2 separate regions of the Triticum aestivum genome follow, and region 1 is linked to region 2. The links are chromatin contacts, called in public Hi-C maps. All regions are on one chromosome and are shown on one strand. The core of a region is the stretch at or near the end of the contact, and the rest is flanking DNA. Distances in the headings are between cores, read along the strand shown.

Evidence for each region. A called contact is a pair of places that touch in the nucleus more often than the background predicts.
Region 1: a Hi-C map of leaf shows a contact between it and region 2, with 7 times the contacts expected there. The contact joins the promoter of LOC123137409 here to the promoter of LOC123134219 in region 2. A contact is called at or near these places in 2 of 5 Hi-C or Micro-C datasets (both in leaf).

The regions. Positions count from the first base shown.
Region 1 is chr6B:447,205,560-447,209,315 of IWGSC CS RefSeq v2.1, reverse strand. LOC123137409 reads left to right here and starts at 1,557. Exons shown (of 6, transcript XM_044557160.1): 1 at 1,557-1,732; 2 at 2,405-2,516; 3 at 2,590-2,916; 4 at 3,016-3,101. The coding sequence starts at 2,459.
Region 2 is chr6B:446,669,636-446,673,883 of IWGSC CS RefSeq v2.1, reverse strand. It overlaps LOC123134219 (expansin-B7), which reads left to right and starts at 1,590. Exons shown (of 2, transcript XM_044553503.1): 1 at 1,590-2,144; 2 at 2,259-2,980. The coding sequence starts at 1,782. The coding sequence ends at 2,786.

The sequences.
Region 1 (3,756 bases), core at 308-2,807, 540 kb before region 2:
TTGGTATGGAGTGTTGCGCCAAACGCCACAAGAACACCCTGATTTTGCTTGGCACACGGATCTTCTGTAAAGAAGTCCAACTGTTATTTTCTTGATCATGATGATCCATGTCGCCATTTCAGCCAACTTTTCTGTTCAACTTAGTATGCAAAATCGTTCGATAGACTGACTGAACTGAAAAGGCACCACGACTGTCTTCACCCCAAGCCCAAAAATCATCTACCCTCTTGGTGCATAGCGGGATCTTCAAAATCACTCCAACGTTTATGGGAATGAACACTGTCTTCACTACATCATCTCGTCGGGACGAGGAGGAGGCATCCATGGCGAGGAAACATGTAAGACATTCGTATGTACACAAAGTAGAAACCGTCCATCAAAGGAAAAGAACAAACGATGGGCCAGCGAAAGAATCCCAACACGCATCGTGCAACGCTCAAGTGTGTGTTTCCTCTTTTTTTTCACGTGTTATGCGCAAAATAGGAGGTGTCCACAAACTTGATGATGTGTAAAATTTCGGGAGCAGCCAAAATAGCACGCATAGACTAGACTCGATACTGTCGCGTGGCTCATCCACCACTGTCTTGTTGCTGAGGTAAACCACTTACAAAAAATGATTTCTCAGTCTCCATAGAGAAATTCGGATACGCGGTATTTTATACATTAAAATGGAAAATATGTTCGTGGATTTAAAAAGATGATCACGAATATTATTTTTATGAACTTAAAGAACTATCCATAAAATTCAAAAATATTCAAAATTTTAAAAGCTCGAATAAATTTAAAAATAATGATGAATTTGAAAAATGTCAACAAGTTTTAAAAATATTCATGTATCAACAAAAGTCTTTATTTAGTTTAAACTAAAAGAAAAGAAAAACACGAAAAAAAAACTTCCAAGGAAACAAGACGAAAACCAACAGAAAAACTTCGTTCCTTAGAAAATCTGGATAATCAAAAACAATCTTAAAAAAAACCTGTTGTGTGATGTGAGAGTTGTAGAAAGCTTAAACGAGCCAAGGATAAAAGCAAACCAAATGTGCGAATTCTTCGGAATGCTTTTTGCTCTTCTCTACAAGCGAAGAATATGAACTCTTTAAATTCCCTGAAAAAGGAGACTAGTGTTGAAGAGCATCTCCAACACCGAGCTCGTGTTCGCGGTTGACCCACACTTAAACGCCCAAGGATCAAAGTAGACTGAAAGTGGGTGGGAGAGTAGAAGAAAGGAGAAGGACTGAATGGACACGTGGTCGCTCGCGTTCACTCCCGATCACGTGAGAGAGAACACTTGATGCAGCTGACGTTTCACGGGATTCACGCATCAAGATTGGTGAGTGCATTAGACGGTACATAGGGCGTTCGGGTTGAGAGTCTAAAAAACTGATGTCGTATATTTATCATTTATCAATTCTGATTTTTGTTTGGACAAATTCGAATTATAACCGTACAAAGCGCGAGTTTTACATCCCTATCCCCAGGGCTCTATCCGTCTCGGGCCGGGCCACAACAAATGAAAACCCTAATAACCGGGCGTGGCCCAATGGCAGTTTCCCGCACCGCCCAGCGAAATCCGACCGTTGCGCTCCTCGCCTTTTCCCCTCTTCCTTCCCACCGCGCCGCTCCCGCAGACCCTACCTAAGTTTTCCCCAATTCATTTGGCTCCAATCCATCCCCGAACAAGGCAAGAACACGGACAAGCCAAGAAGAACAACTCCCCAGCGTCTCCGGCGAGGTACTCCTCCTTCTCCCCCCTCTTCCTCTCGCGTCCTGACCTAGGCTCTAAATCTCTCCTACCTCCCGCGCGTCGCCGTTCGCGTTCTTTCCCCGTCGGGACACCGCGTTCCTGCTGCCTCCGCCTCCGTTCCGCGGCCTTTGGCCATAGGGTTTTGATTGAGGTATGTACGAGGCTGTTCTCATCCAGCGATTACTGAGATCCCACCGACCTTCGCGATTTCCGGGGCGCACCACCATCTAAATCCGCCCTGTCCATCCATCTGGTTCGCGTATTCTTCTTCTTCTTCTTCTCGGGCAGGGTTATGAGCATCGACGCTTATGTCTTCTGATCTGTTTTCTTGGACACGCCAAGCGTGGTCTTTCTGAACACGCGTTGCATATTCCACAGCGGGATTGCTGTTAACCTAAAATATATGTGAGATCTGGGTTTGCCTTTTCGAAACAACGTGGTCTGATGTGTAAGCTGCAATTTCTACACCATACAATAGGATAGGGAAGTCCTTGATTCATATCTGTGAGCGGAATCTTGGTTGCCTTCACAAAACAATGTGGTCCGATGTTAAAAACAAATAAACCATATGCTGATTGCAAGTTTCTTTACAGCACAATAGCGTTGGGAACTCGTTGTGTATTGCTTCTGTCGTCTGATTGATTTCCCTTTGCGCAGCAGCGTTTAATTCCATCCAGGCTTTCGAGGTACAAGAAGAAAGGCTTCTGTTCGGCCATGGCTTTCCCAGCTCCAGCTGCTGTATTCCTTGATGAGAACCTGCCAATCCATAGAGGTGAGCCTTCTTTCGCTCGAAACTAATTCATGGTATGGAAGTTCCCTGTTGTAAGCGTGTTCCTGGTGTGCAGGCAAGAGGACTGATGGGCTGAACGCGAGGCCACTGAAACCATCAGCAAAGCCATCAGCAAGGAAGGCCCTGCGGGATGTGTCCAACACCAGCAAGCCCCAAGCGCCTAGCATTCAAAAAGGCCACCCCTTGAAGGACAGGTCCGTCCTGAAAGACAAGTCTGCTCTTCGCAGCCAAGAAGCCATTAAGAAGAACCCACTGAGCAAGACTACAATCTATGCTGATGAAGCCACCAAAAAATGTCATGAATGGGCCAAGGGTGGGGTGGAGGGCACCCACTTCACTGGGAATGATGCTCAGAGGTTGGACAGTGACAAGATAGACAAACGTGAGAATTTGTGTCTTATAGTTTGCTTCATTTGCCTGTTCGTATGTGGGCGGACCTTTTCAATATGTGCATCTAACTGGTTATATCATGTCTGTGCAGGTGTCAAGAAGAAAGTGGAGAAAATAACGTCAGCATTGCATGACTGGTCAGATGTGATATTTGATCCTCTGCTGTTTCCAGCTAAGGTAAGCCACCCACATGCACTGTGTTTTTAAAACTCCTCCAGGTTATTTTGAATGTCTACATACTTCTGTACGCATTTCGCCAGTTCACACGTAAACATTCTGTTAGTATTGGTCTCTTGGTTCGATAAACTGCTAAATTTACATCCGGATTAACTAATTATGGTAACGTTGGCAAACAGGAATAATGTTTATCTCAGTATGCCTTACTCAGCTTTCTTTCATAACCGAATGCACTATCTACCTACTGAACTTGCTATGCCTTTTACTATGACATAAGCATAGAAACAAAAATTACATGATTACTTGTTCCACTGTTTCTTTTAGCTAATGTTGGTACATAAACCAATGTGTATAAATTCATAAATGTGATCCTTTCATGCCTCTTGCATGGAGGAACTGTATCATGTCCTTTTACCACAAAAGAAATATTTGCCATTATTGATTGCTGCAAGCTTGTTCTTTTTATCTGTAGAAGCAATTAAGAAGTAGTAAAAATGTGGACTAGGCAACAAAGATGTACTCCCTCCATTCCAATGAATGAGGCGCACACATTTCAAAAATCAACCTTGACCAACAAAATGTATGTTATATGTGATAAAAGTTACGCTATAGGATTCATATTCAAAAGAACTTTCAATGGTGTAATTTTTAAGTC
Region 2 (4,248 bases), core at 341-2,840:
GGCGGGGAGGGAAATTCTAGTGCCTCGGCTCCGACTATTAGATAGGTTAGGCTTTTTAGTCCATGCAGGGCAGCGCTTAGGTGGATGGCGACGCTTCTTCATATCAGTCTTTCAGGCTTTGATCCTCCTCCAGTTCATCTATCAGGATGAATTAGATGGAACACCGGCGTAGATTTCAGCTAGGCCCTCGGGGTGTCGATGTCAGGGTTTCTCGTCCTGAGTATGTGATTGCGAGATCTGGTATTTGGTTCTTTGGATCGGTTCAAGGGTTCAACGGCGAACATTGCGGCTCCAAGGCACTGGGCTTTAGGAGCACGTGCACTTATTACTTTTCAGTTGTTATCGATAAGGTCAGACCGACTCTAGTACGGGAGCGGCGATAACAGCGGGTGGACGGGTTGTTCTACCGACATCAATGGTCGTTCGGTGGTTCAGGGACCTCGATGTCATTTTTATTATGTTTAGGATGCTTCGTACTTCTAATAAATCTTTGTAACAGATCTGAGTCATTTTTGCAAAAAAAAAAACAATTTACTATGGTTAAAAGAATCGGCCATGGAATCAGAGGGGTTTGTGTCTTGCAGAGTCGATTGTCCGGATCTAGTGTGTCATGTTGCTTCTGTTTGTGGTTTGACTATTTGTTGAAATCTTACCTTGACACTATGGCGAAGATCTTGTGGTTTGACTATTTGCTCTCCCCATCTTCCTCAAATACGTTGGCTTGGCCGCTTATGACTTTTCATCTCTTTGGATGAGTGATTCAAGGGCTTTCGGAAACTTTTATTGCATTTGACCTTCAAGGATTAATACCACAAAGAAGAGGTCTCTAAGAGGTTTCATTATAATTACTAAATGCAAGAGCTACATTGTAGTTTTTTTAATATTGTATCCATATCATTACACTCAAGCCCTAGGCAGGCCGAGCTGCCGCGTGGGGCGTGGCCTAAAATCTCTTTGTTAACTGTAGTAGGTAGGACACTGTTAAATCTTGGTCCTAGTTAAATCTTGGCACCGCCACTATATGCGAGTACAACTAAGTTACATGTATTAAAAGAAATGGTGAACTGACTATGGGTTACATCCAACATTGTATCTTTCGATGTTCTTTTTTTTCTGCTGATATTTGGATGCTTCGTTAGTATGTCACTGGATACTCGTGTTTTCATACCATTTCACCGGTATCTTGTACGTAACCACTATCATATTTTCGTATCATGCCCTGATCCTCTGCCGACGCACACGTAACTTTCAGCTGGGCATTTTCGTAGCACTAGTTTGGTATTTTCGCAGTACAAAATAAAACAAGCTCGTCACTGATTGCAAGACGGATCATGTGGCCGTATATGTACATTGCTACGACTCCGTACAAAACTCCAAGAAAAAGATGCCTCTATGATCTGCAATGGGCATGATGCTATGCTGGCTGCAGGCATAAATACATGGAGGAAGCACCTGTAATGCAGTATGTATGTATGGTTGATGATTTTTAAAAGCAGAGAGAAATGCATCCCGTGATCACGGGTAATGGTGTATAGCAGCCAGTTGGGCGAGTCCCGCCATCCACATGTGAACCGGCCCTGCCATCACGTCTGGCTCCTCCTTTCTCCATCCGCCATCTCCGTTCATTCATTCCTTCGTCCTTTTCCTCCTCTTGATTTGATCTGGTAGAGGAAGAAGAAGCTTAGCACTTGAGTTGCCGGCCTATAAATTCACACGCCCACCAACTGCATCAAGCCATTAACCACCAGAGTACGGCAACGAGTAACCAGCGAAAGCGGGCGATGGCAGCGGCCTCCGCCTACGCCGTTGCGGTCGCCCTCTTCTGCCTCCTCGCCGCCGATGGCTGCTGCGGCTGCTTTTGGTTTCTGCCTGCCATATTCTGCCCTGGACACTCCCCCACGCCTACACCCGCCCCCGCTACCCCCACCCCCAGCCCCGGCACCGGCACCGGCACCAACGTCGACGGCGGCGGCTGGCTCGACGCCAGGGCCACCTGGTACGGCGCTCCCGGAGGCGCCGGGCCTGACGACAATGGTGGCGCGTGCGGGTTCAAGAACGTGAACCTGCCGCCGTTCAACGCCATGACGTCGTGCGGCAACGAGCCGCTCTTCAAGGACGGCAAGGGATGCGGCTCGTGCTACCAGGTCAGCTGCTGTGGCCGACATTGCAGTTACTTGACAGTGACGGTAGAGTGCTTGTCGTTTCGTTTGTTTTTCCAGGCTGATGGATCTTGGATTGTTGCGTTGCGTTGCGTGCAGATAAGGTGCGTGGCTCACGCAGCGTGCTCCGGCGTCCCTGAGACGGTGATCATCACCGACATGAACTACTACCCGGTGGCCCGCTACCACTTCGACCTCAGCGGCACCGCCTTCGGCGCCATGGCCAAGGACGGCCGAAACGACGAGCTCCGCCACGCCGGCATCATCGACATGCAGTTCAAGAGGGTGCCGTGCCAGTACCCGGGGCTGTCGGTGACGTTCCACGTGGAGCAGGGGTCGAACCCGAACTACCTGGCGATCCTGGTGGAGTACGAGAACGGCGACGGCGACGTGGCGCAGGTGGACCTCATGGAGTCGCGGCCGGACAATGGTGAGCCGACTGGGGTCTGGACGCCGATGAGGGAGTCGTGGGGCTCCATCTGGCGGTTGGACACGCACCGCCCGCTGCAGGGGCCCTTTTCGCTGCGGGTCACCAACGAGTCCGGCAGGTCGCTCGTCGCCGGGCAGGTCATCCCGGCCGACTGGCAGCCCGACACTGTGTACAGCTCCCTCGTCCAGTTCGATTGACCCCTTCCACTCATCCGTGGAAGGCATCCATGCACGTCCATGCATGGCTTAATCGTGCCAAGCTAGCTGAGACGTCGCTTGTGACGTCCGGTGTGTGTGGTCTTCGTGTGCTACTACGTGTTCTCTCTCGTAGCGCATACGTTTTTCATGGTATACGTGTCTCGTCCAATACAATAAAGACATTTTAGCTACTAGTACAAGGGCCTGTGCGTCTACATTTTGCTGCATCACTGAGATACACTATCACTCAATTTCATGAAATCATGAACAATTTTTGAAATGATGAACATTTTTTTAAACTTGTGCACATATCTAAAATTGTGAACATTTTTCAAATCCATGAACACAATTACAAAATTTCGAACATTTTCTAAAATCAAGATCATTTTTTGAATTTATGGACCTTTTATACAATTTGCAAACATTTTTTAAATAGTGAATATATTTTTAAACAACTTTCTTGAATCCATGAACAATTCTAGAATCAACGAATATTTTTTTAAAATTGGTGCAACAATTTTTGAAATTATTGAACATTTTTTGATCTAGCAAAAGGGCTCGTGCATTGCAACGAGAGAAAAAAAATTATAATCTTCAATGGACATGACCACATTTTGCTGCATCACCGAGATACACTATCACTCTCATTTTCGTGAAATTGTGAACAATTTTTGAAAATCATGAACATTTTCTAAAACTCGTGAACATATCTGAAATCACGCACATTTTTCAAATTCATAAAACAAATTGTAGATTTTCGAACATTTTCTAAAATCATAGAAATTTTATACTATTTACATTGTTTTAATTGTGAACATATTTTGAAATGTTTTTCTTGAATAGACAAACATTTCTAGAATCGGCGAACATTTTTTTGGAAATTGTTTTGTGGAACAAATTTTGAAATTCACGAACATTTTTTATTTAACGAATATTTCTTGAAATGCATGATAATTTTTTCAAACAACGAACATTCTATGAATCAATAAAGTATTTTGTAAGTCATGAACAGTTTTTGAAGTTTTAGGATATTTTTCAATTCATGAACATTTTTTGAACTGGTGAAATTAGGTTTAATTTCATTAACATTTTGAATAGACAAACTTTTCAAAAAATAATAAACAGTTTTTAATCCCGAACATTTTTTAAAAAATTGTGAATATTAAGACTCACGAACATTTTCTGCGTCCACAAACATGTATGAATCATTAAACATTTTAGTTCAAAATTCTAATTTTTTTAATTTTCAGAACTTTTGTTATCCCCAAATTATTTAAATGAGAAAAAAAAGGAAGACGGAAAACAAACCAAAGATAAATACGAAATTTATAAAAACCACCGCCTGGATATGGGCCGACCCAAACAGACATGTTGTATAGAAGGTTTCTACAGGGCCGGCCCAGACAGGGATTCCCCTGTGGGAAATATTTTTTATACTTATAGGTGGCATCGATGGGTAACA